4 separate regions of the Mus musculus genome follow, and regions 2, 3 and 4 are each linked to region 1. Evidence: chromatin contacts called from public promoter capture Hi-C data. All regions are on one chromosome and are shown on one strand. The core of a region is the stretch at or near the end of the contact, and the rest is flanking DNA. Distances in the headings are between cores, read along the strand shown. Region 1 holds the start of Pqbp1 (polyglutamine binding protein 1). Region 2 holds the start of Prickle3 (prickle planar cell polarity protein 3). Region 3 holds the start of Praf2 (PRA1 domain family 2). Region 4 holds the start of Tfe3 (transcription factor E3).

What was found. Promoter capture Hi-C pulls out the DNA fragments that hold promoters and counts their contacts. Capture Hi-C pulls out chosen DNA fragments and counts their contacts.
Region 2: a contact with region 1 is called in a promoter capture Hi-C map of adipose tissue. The contact joins the promoter of Prickle3 here to the promoter of Pqbp1 in region 1. A contact is called at or near these places in 8 of 39 promoter capture datasets (the 3T3-L1 cell line, the C10 cell line, fetal liver and 4 more) and 2 of 9 other capture datasets (adipose tissue and liver).
Region 3: a promoter capture Hi-C map of pancreatic islet shows a contact between it and region 1. The contact joins the promoter of Praf2 here to the promoter of Pqbp1 in region 1. A contact is called at or near these places in 15 of 39 promoter capture datasets (the 3T3-L1 cell line, the C10 cell line, the HPC-7 cell line and 10 more), 6 of 484 Hi-C or Micro-C datasets (B cells, the G1E-ER4 cell line, embryonic stem cells and 1 more), 6 of 115 datasets of contacts at active chromatin or transcription factors (effector CD8 T cells, embryonic stem cells, extraembryonic endoderm stem cells and 1 more) and 3 of 9 other capture datasets (adipose tissue, liver and pancreatic islet).
Region 4: a promoter capture Hi-C map of erythroid cells shows a contact between it and region 1, with 2.6 times the contacts expected there. The contact joins the promoter of Tfe3 here to the promoter of Pqbp1 in region 1. A contact is called at or near these places in 21 of 39 promoter capture datasets (the 3T3-L1 cell line, 3T3-L1-derived adipocytes, the C10 cell line and 14 more), 10 of 484 Hi-C or Micro-C datasets (the G1E-ER4 cell line, the HPC-7 cell line, Sertoli cells and 4 more), 14 of 115 datasets of contacts at active chromatin or transcription factors (the 230-238 cell line, effector CD8 T cells, embryonic stem cells and 5 more) and 3 of 9 other capture datasets (adipose tissue, liver and pancreatic islet).

The regions. Positions count from the first base shown.
Region 1 is chrX:7,897,586-7,900,447 of GRCm38.p6, reverse strand. It overlaps Pqbp1 (polyglutamine binding protein 1), which reads left to right and starts at 1,448. Exons shown (of 7, transcript NM_019478.4): 1 at 1,448-1,677; 2 at 1,812-1,897. The coding sequence starts at 1,831. Timm17b (translocase of inner mitochondrial membrane 17b) reads right to left here and starts at 1,112. Exons shown (of 6, transcript NM_011591.5): 1 at 979-1,112. The coding sequence starts at 1,004.
Region 2 is chrX:7,655,922-7,658,783 of GRCm38.p6, reverse strand. It overlaps Prickle3 (prickle planar cell polarity protein 3), which reads right to left and starts at 1,405. Exons shown (of 9, transcript NM_001290624.1): 1 at 1,284-1,405; 2 at 78-163. The coding sequence starts at 1,325.
Region 3 is chrX:7,727,061-7,729,922 of GRCm38.p6, reverse strand. Praf2 (PRA1 domain family 2) reads right to left here and starts at 1,352. Exons shown (of 3, transcript NM_138602.4): 1 at 1,161-1,352; 2 at 1-207. The coding sequence starts at 1,339. Wdr45 (WD repeat domain 45) reads right to left here. Exons shown (of 11, transcript NM_001290792.1): 8 at 2,837-2,862; 9 at 2,652-2,753; 10 at 2,431-2,576; 11 at 1,722-2,173. The coding sequence ends at 2,064.
Region 4 is chrX:7,761,204-7,764,065 of GRCm38.p6, reverse strand. It overlaps Tfe3 (transcription factor E3), which reads right to left and starts at 1,405. Exons shown (of 10, transcript NM_172472.3): 1 at 1,006-1,405. The coding sequence starts at 1,121.

The DNA.
Region 1 (2,862 bases), core at 199-2,698:
ATACAACTGTTTTTGTCATTATCAAAAATCAAATGGCTTTGGAATCTAGGTCCCCTGTCCCCCACAATCTGTCTCTTGCTTAAATCAACTACTCTACCACTGAGCCCCTATGACTGTTTCTGACAATACAGTATTCTCAGAGAGTTCTACGTGAAACTAGATTTGAAGAACAGAGTCCCTCAAATCCTAGAACCAGGAGCCAAAAACAAAATGGTTTTTGTTACTATCAAAAATCAGTAAGAGTTGTCATGTGCCTGGCAGGGGTGGTTCACGCCTTTAATCCCAGAACTTGGGGGGCAGAGGCAGGAGGATTTCTTAGTTCAAGACTACAGAGTGAGTTCCAGGACAGCCAGGGCTACACCACAGAGTAACCGTGTCTGGGAGGGGGGGGGGGGAGTTGTCGTGTCAGGCTTCAATAGTGTTAACTAGCAAACGTTATTTAAGTAAAATATAAACAGGGTGACTGACACTCGGTTCGACACAAAAAGCACGTCCAGAGAAACCCTTGTGTCCTTTTAAAACCTAAATCGGACAAATCAAAAGACCGTGCGGAAAAGCCAGGTGCCATCTGGCTTAGCCCACAGTGAGTTCACACATGCCCTATCCTATGTCAAAAGCCAGCCTGAGAAAAGCGACACGAAGAAACCCTGTGGATATTGGCTCCACGCCTCTCCTCCCTCACCGCCGGAATGGATCTGCCCAGCGTTTCTCTTTTGGCTCACAAAGGGGGTCTAGGAGAAGAGCCAGGGCAACAGTGCGATAGTTTGTCCCACACCGCACATACTGGGACACTCCACGGTGGCGGTTTTTTGACGAAGTCCGAGTGGGAGGGGCCATGCCGGATGCGCAGAGGCAGTGAAGTTTCCGAGCCTCCCGGGTCAGGGACTTGACACTGCAGCCCCTGCCTTCCCCGCCCGCCTCCCGTTGTCCGCCTGAGCGTCGCGCGGACTGTCCCGAAGCCTGTGCCCATCGCCGTACCAAGGTTCGCGAGCGTACTCCTCCATGGCGCCAGAGTCCGGCCTGGCGCAGTCGGTGGCGCGGGCGAGACACTCCCCCCGTCCCCCTCCCGCTCCGAAACGCCCACAAGCTCTGAGGCGCTGTACGTAGACCAAGGGAACAATTGGTTCTTCTCTGCTTACGTAAGGCCAACGGCGCGCTCTTATTGGCTAGCCAGAAGGGCCACATCCGTTCCATGTAAGCGTCGGATGCGACCAGTTAATTGCACCTGGGGAGAGTCGAGGAGCCTGTTGTGCTTTAAACCAAGAGCCCTTCGGTGTTGGTAAGCACTGTGCCAATGAGGGAGAGGAGGGTAAGGAGATAGACTTTGACTAATCGCACAGTTGTACTGGTAAGGCTGGGGTGTAAGCTTTCTTTTAAAGCTGGAGATGGCGTTGGCATTGTATCTCCCCCATCCTAGCGCCTTGGTTCCGCCCACCGTGCGGACTTTGAGGAACGTTGGGTGATCCCATTTCTGGGTTGCGGGTGTGTGGCACTTGGTCCCTTGGGTGATGGGTGGAGCCTTGGTCTAGAGAGGAACTGGGTCTTTGGTCCATCCGGTCTCCAGTGCCTGGGTCCGGAGAGTTCTGCTGATCCTAATTCTGGCCATATTGCTACATATCTCTTTTATCTTTTAGCACGCATTTTTGTTCTCTTCCAGCTACTGTTGCAGTTACGTAGGTGTGTGTGTGTGTGTGTGTGTGTGTGTGTGTGTGTGTGTGTGTGTGTGTGTGTGAACACACGCGTGGTTACTGGCTATCCAGATTGAAATGTTAATCAGATCTGCCCTTCAGTACTGTCTTGTCTGTTTCTAGGTCTGGTCAGCTACCCACTATGCCGCTTCCTGTTGCGCTGCAGACCCGCTTGGCGAAGAGGGGCATCCTCAAACATCTGGAGCCGGGTGAGAAAACTAAAAGCAGATGCATCTATCATGTGCCAGTGTTAATAGACGTTCTGCTGTTTATTCTATTCTTTATTCCCCCTTTTCTCCGCCCCCTCCCGCCCCTGTCGAACCTAGGTGTTTGCTAAGTAAGTGCTCTGCCATCTTCTGCCGTCCTAGTGTGCATCTTCCCCCGCCCCCTTGTACTGCTGGGGTTAGACCAGAGCTCTTGGATGCGCTCTATTGAAGTATATCTCCTTGACTGGCACCTTGGTTTTGATACTTGGTATCTTGCATGGCCTGGCAGGCATCTCGTTGTCAATATAATTTTTTCTGATATTCATTACTTCTTCGTGGTTGGTGGGTGCTGTGTGAAGTGTAAGGCTGGAGGGATAGCTTTAATTTAAGTCATGAATCAAGTGGACACGGTGGCAGGTACAAATATCTCAGGTACTAAGGAGGCTGAGCTACAAACATGGCTTGAGTCCAGGAGGTCAAGGCCAGACATGGCAATTTGGCAAGACCCAGTCTTCAAAAAATAAAAAACAAATAGACATAAGTATGGTGGCATTCATCTGTAGTCCCCAGCATGGCTGGGGCAGGTAAAAGGGATCACAGGAGACAGCCTGGTTTACATACTGAATTCTAGGCCAGATATACATGTGTCTGTGTGTGTATGTACACATGTATATATGTGTATATATATGTGTGTGTATCAGAAAATAAGTAAAATAAACCCATGACTGCATGGTATTTAACTAATTAATGTTTGAGACATGGTCTCATTCTGTACTTCTGGCAGGCCTGGGACCCATTCTGTATATCAGGCTGGCTTTGCATTCATCAAGATCTGCCTGTCTCCGCTTTCCTAATGCTAGGATTAAGGGTCCAAAAAGGCATCTGATCTATCCTGCAGTCTCCTATGTGCCAAATACAGTGACAGGATGCTGATGCTCTATGTTTACCTCAGCAGAGGTACTTGGGTG
Region 2 (2,862 bases), core at 156-2,655, 240 kb after region 1:
TTCTTTCCCAACTGAGCTCTCTGTGGGCGGAGCTCAAGCAATGGGGCGGATCTCTGACAAAGGCTAGGGTCACTTACCTCCAGCCATGCAGCAGGAAGCCTGGGCACTGTTCCCTGCAGGAATTGCAAGGCTGGCCGCGGGCAGGGTCCTCTGCCTCTGGAGGCTGTGGTGGGTGGGAGCAGATGCAAGAAGAAATAAGGTGTGGGAGGAGGGAGGAAGAAGTCAACGCCTGCTACTCCACTCCCAGGCTCACAACCGCAGGCTGGGGCCTGTCTTACTGGGGGCAGCGCTGGGCAGGCTGAGACCGCGCCTGGAGCGCGGGGGAGGAGGAAGCATTCAAATCAGAGGCAGGGCAGCTGAGACTACTTTCCTGTATTCCCTTTCCAGGGAATTCTTCTGTCTGGGCTGGTCTGTCCCTCTTTAGTTCTCAGACAGGTCTGTCAGAGAGAGAGTCCTCTACCTACTAGAGCAGAGACCCTAGTCTGGGCATTCCCTCCCAAGTCTCCCTTCAATATCCAGGGCTCCAGCAGCACTCCAGTCCCACAGGGCAGGCGTCTGAGAACCTCTCCTTTCCCTGGGATCCCTCATGGACTCTGGGCAATGCCATTCCCTCAGAAGTTCTCCCGCCCCTCCCCCAAACCCTGGCTCCATCTCTCCTACCTGAGGACCGCAGGCCATCCCTGCTCCATTCAGAAAGCCCTAGCCCAAGAAATCTTTCTCTTTACCCGTCATAGTTTAGGACTACTCTCTTTTTTGGTCCAGATTCCACCTTTCTTGGTTAAAGATCTTTCAAAACAAGAGAGACACCATCCTATCTAGGAGGTCAGCTTCCAGACTCCGATGGAAACCTGAAATTCTTCTGATCCTAAATCTTAGTTCATTGACTCTTGGTACCCAGGGATGAAGGACCCCCACTTTCACTCTACAGTCCTTCAATGTATGAGGTCCCTTAATCAGACACTCAGGATACCCCACTCTTGCTCAACCTCAAATCTCAAGCCCCTATTCTTTTCACCTTTCAGATTAATTCACAGATAAGGGGGGCATCCCCAGATTGCAACAGTGATAAAAGTATGAGGCGTGTTAGGGGCTTGAGCCACCATATCTACACGTTTTTGCATCCAGGATTCTACTTCAGTCTCTGTGCCCCAGTCTGGGAAAGCTGGGGAAGGGAGTTCCCAGATCCTCCCTTAGGGTGCCTCCCCTCTGTCCCGGTGCCCTGCCCCCCTCGCCTGGATCTTAGTTTACCCCTGACCCCCACCACTGTCCTGAGCCCTGCTCACCGCACGCCCAGAGCGGCGCCTCCGGGACCCACGCGCGAACATGGCGCGCCCAGACAGATTCAAGCACGGCTGGTTCCGACGAATGGAGTCGGCTGCCACGGCGCGTCGGGCCTGGCAGCTCTGTTCCGTAAACTTGACTTAGTGGGAGGAGCACGCTTTCTAGGGCCCGCCCCACGGCCTGTGTAGTGTCTCAGTCACCCTGGTGTCCCCTATCTAAAGGTGAGTGCCTTGCTGGAAAGCCCATTATTGGCGTTCATCCCAGGGCTAGAGCCGGAGCAGACTGTCAGAAGGCTGAGCCTTCAGTATCCCTCGGTGCCGCATGGCCTTTAGTGTTGGAAAGCCGGAAGCAAACGGTTTGGATGTGGAGACATGGTGAGAGTGTTACACTAGAGTGCTTGTTTCTAAGAATAGGGTCTTGAAAGCTTTGGGGGACAGGGGTCAAAGCCACCTCTTGGTCCCTTCCCAGGTTCTCTTTTCCCGGGGTGAGCGTTACAAGGACCATCCCAACTTCATCTTCAGTGGTAGCTGGTGTTCTGTGGCGCTCAGCATCCTGCTAGATCTGTTCCATTTTGGTACCAGCATAGTGGGGTATTCCTGTGACAACCTGACCATGTTTGGGGGAGGACTGTGGAAGGACTTTGGAACTTTGAGCTAGAAGATCCATTCGGTGTTAAAAGCTCTGTGGGATGTTGTGTAGGAGGCTGGAAGATAATGTTGAGAACAGTGCAGAAGATGGAGGTCTGGCTTGTGAAATTCCAGAGAAGATTAAAGACTCTTTTCAGGGCCATTGCTGTTTTGATTGTGAAGATTCTGTGGTTTTAGTTAGTTGGGGCTGAAGAATCAGCTGTGATTAACAAGATACCAGAACTATTAAAGGGAAAACTTTGAAGCCGGGAGTGGTGGCACACGCCTTTAATCCCAGCACTTGGGAGGCAGAGGCAGGTGGATCTCTGAGTTCGAGGCCAGCCTGCTCTACAAAGTGAGGTCCAGGACAGCCAGGGCTATACAGAGAAACCCTGTCTCGAAAAAAACAAAACAAAAACAAAACAAAGAGAAAACTTTGCATTACTGGGACTACTGATGCTGGTTAGCTGGAGCTAAGAAATTAGCCGTGATTAAGAAGAGACCAGCATCACTGAGGTGAAATCTTCTGGGAAGTGTTTTCTGAGAGCACAAAGAGGCTGTGTTCCAGAGATAGCCAAGGTTGTACCTTGTGCTGTGGCTGGACTTGGTAATGTGTAAGAGTCACCCAGGTGGCACTGGTTTTGTAGGCATGAAGGGGTCACGCAGAGCAGCTGAGGCTCGGCACTGAGAGAGGCCATGGGGCCAGTGGTGAAGGTGCAGCCTCAGTTGCAACTGATGGCCCAGGACAGAAGGGGTCATGCAAAGGAGTTGAGGCTTGGCACCATGAAGAGAGCCTATGAGAGGCTGTTGGTGAAGCCTAGTTACAGCAGAAGACAGTAGTGTTTGGAGATGCCAGTACCATGAGATGACCATTAAGGACAGCAGCAGCAGTGGAGTCCAGGCATCTGGAGCCTAGAAGACAACGTGTGTGCTACAAAGGGCATGGCTGGAGAAG
Region 3 (2,862 bases), core at 103-2,602, 170 kb after region 1:
GCTGTGATGCTGAGCAGGAAGGTGAAGGCGCCACCCACGGCCCAGAGAATGAAGAGGCTAATGGCAAGCACTGCAGCCAGGCAGGCAGCAGGGTGGCTGCGACGGCAGCGGCGCACAGCTGCACGGGTTTCAGCAGCCCACACCAGCACCCCGAGGGCCACCACCACTACCAGTGCACTCAGGAGGGTGTGCAGCGGACGAATGTACCTGCAGGAACAAGAGCACTCAGCTAGCCTCATTGTACATCCAATTCTGGACCCCAAGAGATTTGTTCCCTGTTTCTGGAATTAGCATCCCGGCATAGTCTCACCAGGCCCCTCTCCACTCCAGCAATTCCTGTGGACTCTCAGTTCCTCTTCGATCCTACAATCCTACCAGACCCTCACTTCCTGCTAGAGGTCCTAGGCTGCCAACACTTCTCTGGTCTTTGCCTTTCAATCTGCAGGATTTCTTTCTGGTATTCCTACATCTGCTCCCATATTCCTCTACGTTGATTTTAACCCTGGCAGATCCCCCATCCTGCAGTCAGATGTAGGCACCTTCCAGGTGTCATTCTCCTTCCAAAGGCCCCCCACTACCCTAGTTTTTTATAGAGCCACCCTCCCCCAGTTGCTTGGTTTCAGTCCCACTCTCACAACCCTGCCCAAGTCCCTCTTCTAGATCGTCTGTTTTTGGCCGCAAGCTTCTCGAGTCTAGTAGGTCTTCCCTCTGGGCCCAATAGGAGCAGCTTCTCTACCAGCTCCCTTCCCAAGCCCTGACTTTACTACACCTCCACCTCTGGATTAACCCTTCCAGGGCTCCCCTAATCTGCCACTCATATCGCTGAACCTCTTAGGTACTCTCACATCCCCATATCAGTCCTTCCTTAAGTCCAGAGTCCACTTCCTAGCCCACACTCCACCTCAGCCCTCCTCCCTTTTCTACCCAGGTCCTGTGTCTTTCCTCCAGACACCTCCCCCATCCCACCTCCATGGCCCTCCTTATAACAAAGATCTGCTTCCTTCAAATTTTTCCACCCATGCCCCCCAGACCTTCATATTCTCCCGAACTCACACTACTCAGTCTAGCATTTCCCTTAGATCCCCCTCCTTCTCAAAGACCCGCAAGCCCACCCTGCGTCCCGCTAGTATCTTCAGCCAATCGCTACCTCCCTCCCTCACCCGGCCAGCGCAAGACTGATGCCAAAGCAGAGAAGGTAATTGGTTTGGTAGTAGAGGAGGTTGTTGATGACGCGGTGACACCATCGTTGTGGATCGCCTGGATCAGGAGCCGCCAGGCGCGCAGACCCCAGGACAAAGTCGTCTAGGGCGCGCAGCGGTGGCAGCCGCACCTCCGACATCCTGCGGGTTGCTGGACCAGCCCGAAGGGCGGCGAGACTACAACACCCAGTTATCACTCACAGCACCGTGAGGCACATTGGGAAATGGAGTCTAGGGAGCCGCCGACTAGCAACGTATGCATACTGCGCAGCTGCAAACATGAATGTGACCAGAAACTACCAACTCGGGTAGCAGAGACTGCTGGGAAACCAAGCGTCGCCACGCGGCGAGCAGCTCAAAACTCTTTACCCCTGGGCGGGGCACCACCGGACAGTACAGGCTGGGGTTGACTCAACAATGAATATGCTAAAACTAGGAAGTCAGATCCCAAGCTGGCTTCCACTTCCCGACAGGTTCCTAGAAGGTTACGCTGCGCCCGGGAAAGCACGCCCCACCCTTGAGGTCAAGTCATAAATGCCACTCAAAGGCCTTTTATTCATATACATTACAGAGACTATCTCCTGGTAACCATTATTTTTAAATCCTTAGGTTGGATTAGTATAATCCCTTTGGGTCCCTGGTGTTTTCCAGACTAGGAGGCCCAGGGACAGACTAAGCTGTCCTCTGGCCTTTAGCACTCCAGTCACAAAAAGTGCTCGTGGAAGCGAGCTGTTTATTTAGACACAGCTGTGTTTGATGCAGAGTGAAAGGCTCATTTATGCTTGCTGGCTGGTTCAACACCCTCAAGACTCAGTTCGGCCGGCCATCGGTACTGTAGGTTCCCAGTACAGCTGCCAGGATGCTTTAGAAGTCCTCGTCATCACAGATGTCAAGGTACACGTCAAAGGCCTCTCTGTTGCAGTTTCCATCAGGAGTGAAGACATATTTGTGGAAGGTCCCATCTACACAGATGGCTGGGGGGTGGTGGTGGTGGTGGTGGTGGTGGTGAAGGTGTTGTGAAAGGTTAGGTGCCCAGCCACATACCCCAATCCCCTCGGGTGTCCCACTGGGGCTAATGGTCTAACTCCAGGGCCCTCCCCAAGTGCCACACCCCTTACTAATGGCATCATGTTCCAGTTTCCTCCAGCTCTGATAGCCCTTAAATTCTTTTAGGGGACCTGTAGTCCTTTACCCACTTAGTACCACAAATCAAGGGGCTGCTGTCACTCACCAATTACAGAATTGACATTCTTGGAAGTATTTCGACCAAAGGCGCAGATGCAGGCTGACTCAGCAGGCACAGTAAAGCTGGCCAGGCTCCACTGAGAGTCCACGTATTGCCCAATCATAGGTCCCACTTTGCCCACACGAGCCAGCCTGTTGGCAGCGTTTGGTAAGTCCAGGCATGTCACGCGGCCAGAGGGATTGGGATAGGAGGGTGAAGATACTCACGCAGAGCGGCGGTTAAGGCGGGTGTCTTTAAGAGCGAAGATGTGGACAGTGCCCTTGTCACTGGAAGCACAGAGGAAGGAGGAGTCGTGGCTGAAGTTAATGCTGCAAGACAGACCCGTAATGAAGTCCACCATAACGACTTGTGCTGAAACATAAGCAGCCCACCACACACGTCCTGTGCTCACCAGTACAGGGTGGCAGGGTCGGTGCC
Region 4 (2,862 bases), core at 156-2,655, 140 kb after region 1:
GGTGAGAGGAGCCGAAAAGGAGAGACTGAGGACCCACCCAGACGGGAATGGTGCAATCGGTACTCACTCCAGCTCTAGAGACTGATTCAAGATTACACCCGGGAACTGAGAGACCGGCTGGGAGGGCGAAATAAAAGGAAGAGGGGGTGTGTGGGTAGGGAGTGGGCAGGGCCGGCTTGGCTGCAAGGCTAGGGCGAGTGGCAACAGAAACAAGACCCTCCTCTGGGCTTCCATATAAGGCTCTAGGCCTCCCCCCAACCCCCCACGCCTAAAAAGTGAACTGTATCTTTCCAGTGTGCCCTGCCGCATCACATTTTATCACCCATTGGATAAGACAAGAGGGGTTTCCACTATCTCGGCCTTTCTGTACAGACGCCAGCTGAGCGGGGTAGCAACAGTGAACCGATTGGGCCCAGCAAGTTGCTTCGCTCAATTATTCACACACACTCCCGGCAGATCGGAGACCTCCCCCTAACTCCTTTAGACTCGTGCTATTCCCAAAAACACAGCACCGGCTACTGGGAATCACTAGGTGCCCCAAATAACACCTCTGCCTCCCTGAATTTTCCCCCCACACACACTAAAAGGGGGAGGGGGGAAACCCCAGGATTTCCTTAAAATCAGTGCCTCACCTGACAGTATGTATGCCCTCACATTCATCCCTCCGCGACCGAGTCAACAATCCCCAATTCAGCTTTTAATCAGTTTCCAAGTTCAACTACAGCAAACCAGTTTCTGTATACTCCACGATCTGCCCCGCTAGACCCAGCAAAGACACCCCCCCAAATATGACTCTGCCCTCCTCACGCACTCCCACTACTCCTGTAAGCGTCTATCCAAGCAGATCAGTACCAGATTTCTGAGGCGCCCACCCAAGATGGGCACTCCGACGTCCTTCAAGCCTAGGCCAAGAGTCTCCAACCCCAGTCGAGGACCCCCCGTGTCCTGAGATGAGTCCCCGGGGAACCTCAGTTGTCACTCCCGGCCCCAGAGGTGGCCCCGCACCTGAGCAGCTGGGCCGACTCAGCTGGCCTGCGCTCTTCCAATAGCAGGAACACGGCTCGAGGGCCCTCCGCGCTGGCCTCTACGGCGTCCCGAGCTGGCTCGGCTGCATGAGACATGACGCCCGGCTCCGGGCGAGCCCTGCCAGGCCGGTCGGGCCTTGGCCCGGTCCCCCTAACAAAATAAGAGTCCCCCTCCCCCTGTTTGCCGCTGCCTCCTCCGTTAAGCCATGGAGCTAGCACTGCGTGGGCGGGCGGCGTCGGGAAGATGGGATGGGCCGTGAGTCATCACCCGCCCTGAACGGACCGACACCCCCCAACCTAACCCCGAACGACCGCTCGCCTCCCTCTCGTCCTCTTCCCCCTCCTCCTTGGGCTGGGGAAACTCCACAGGAAGTGACCACACTGGGGATGGAAGTCTGGTTGGGCCATACCTCCTGAGCAAGGCAGCCAGTTGCAGCCGGGAGATTGGAGAGCCCGCCCTAAGCCACGACTTCGAGCGGTAGGGAACACCGGCTTCGGCCCGCCCTTCGGAAAAGGGCCTTTAGGCCACGCCCCGGGAGGCGGAAGCAAATAGGAGAGGAGTGATTTGGTTGAGCCACGCCTTCATTTTTACGTAGCTTCCTGAGCCACACCCCCTCCCTCAAATTATCCACACCATCCTCATGCCCCCCAGCCCCAATCCCCATCCCCAGCAAGATATTAAGCTGAGTCTTGGGTTTTCTGCACCTGCGTGGAAAGTCTCCATGCCAAGGTTTTTTTTTTTTTTTTTTTTTTTTTTTAGCGGAACCATGCCGGCTCTTAGCCCTGGATCTTCCCAGCCCGCACCCCAACTTCTTGGTACCCATGTCTTCTCAAGCCACTTTGAGTGAGGCACCGACATTCCTTAAAGGTGGTGCTGAAACCCTGCCCTTTTGGTACCCACAGTCCAGCCACGGAGCTGGTCTTCCAGAAAGAGCTCAGCCTTTTTTGTTGTTATCTAAAGTATTTGTTGTACTATGATCGTTGTACTACGCAATAGACGGTCAATGAAGCTTTTGACAGATGGATGAATGAGTGGACGGATGGTAATTAGATCTGGTTTCCAGAGAATGACTTCTATAATCAAAATGAACTATTTGAATAATGCAGAAGACCTGCTCCACTCTGCGCCTCCACGTTCCTGCCCTGGCAAATGGGGCCATAAACTGTGTTGGCAAAGTTATGAGGATAAGAGATATATAAATAAGGAAAAAGGCAGGCAAGCTGTTTTGCATACAAGAAATTTCCCAACCTTAATCGATTTGCTCACTTGTTTGCTTGATCAATCATTTAGGAGGAGCCTGTGTGCGGCAGATAAATGCAGGGTGACGCAGACACAGAAGTTCCACTGACACCAACAGGTACACGTAGTTCATAAAACACCAGAGCCCACCACTTCTCCCATCCTACTTCCCAGCATCCTGAGACCATCAGTTGGAGCAGGAGAAAATTTATGACAGCGGGTGTGGGAGTATGGTGGGACAACTCTGTCATCACAGGAGGAGGGACATGAACAGCAGAGAATTTGTTGGTCCAGATCATCCTTAGCTACACAGTGAGTTGCAGAATGGTCTGAGATACGAGTACTCCTGGAAGAAAAAGCAAGGATGCAGGCTGATGAGATGGCTCAGCGGGTAAGAGCACCCGACTGCTCTTCCGAAGGTCCTGAGTTCAAATCCCAGCAACCACATGGTGGCTTACAACCATCCGTAGTGAGATCTGACTCCCTCTTCTGGGGTGTCTGAAGACAGCTATGGTGTACTTACATAGAATAAATAAATAAATAAATAAATAAATAAATAAATAAATAAATAAATAAAAGCAAGGATGCTCACTGGGC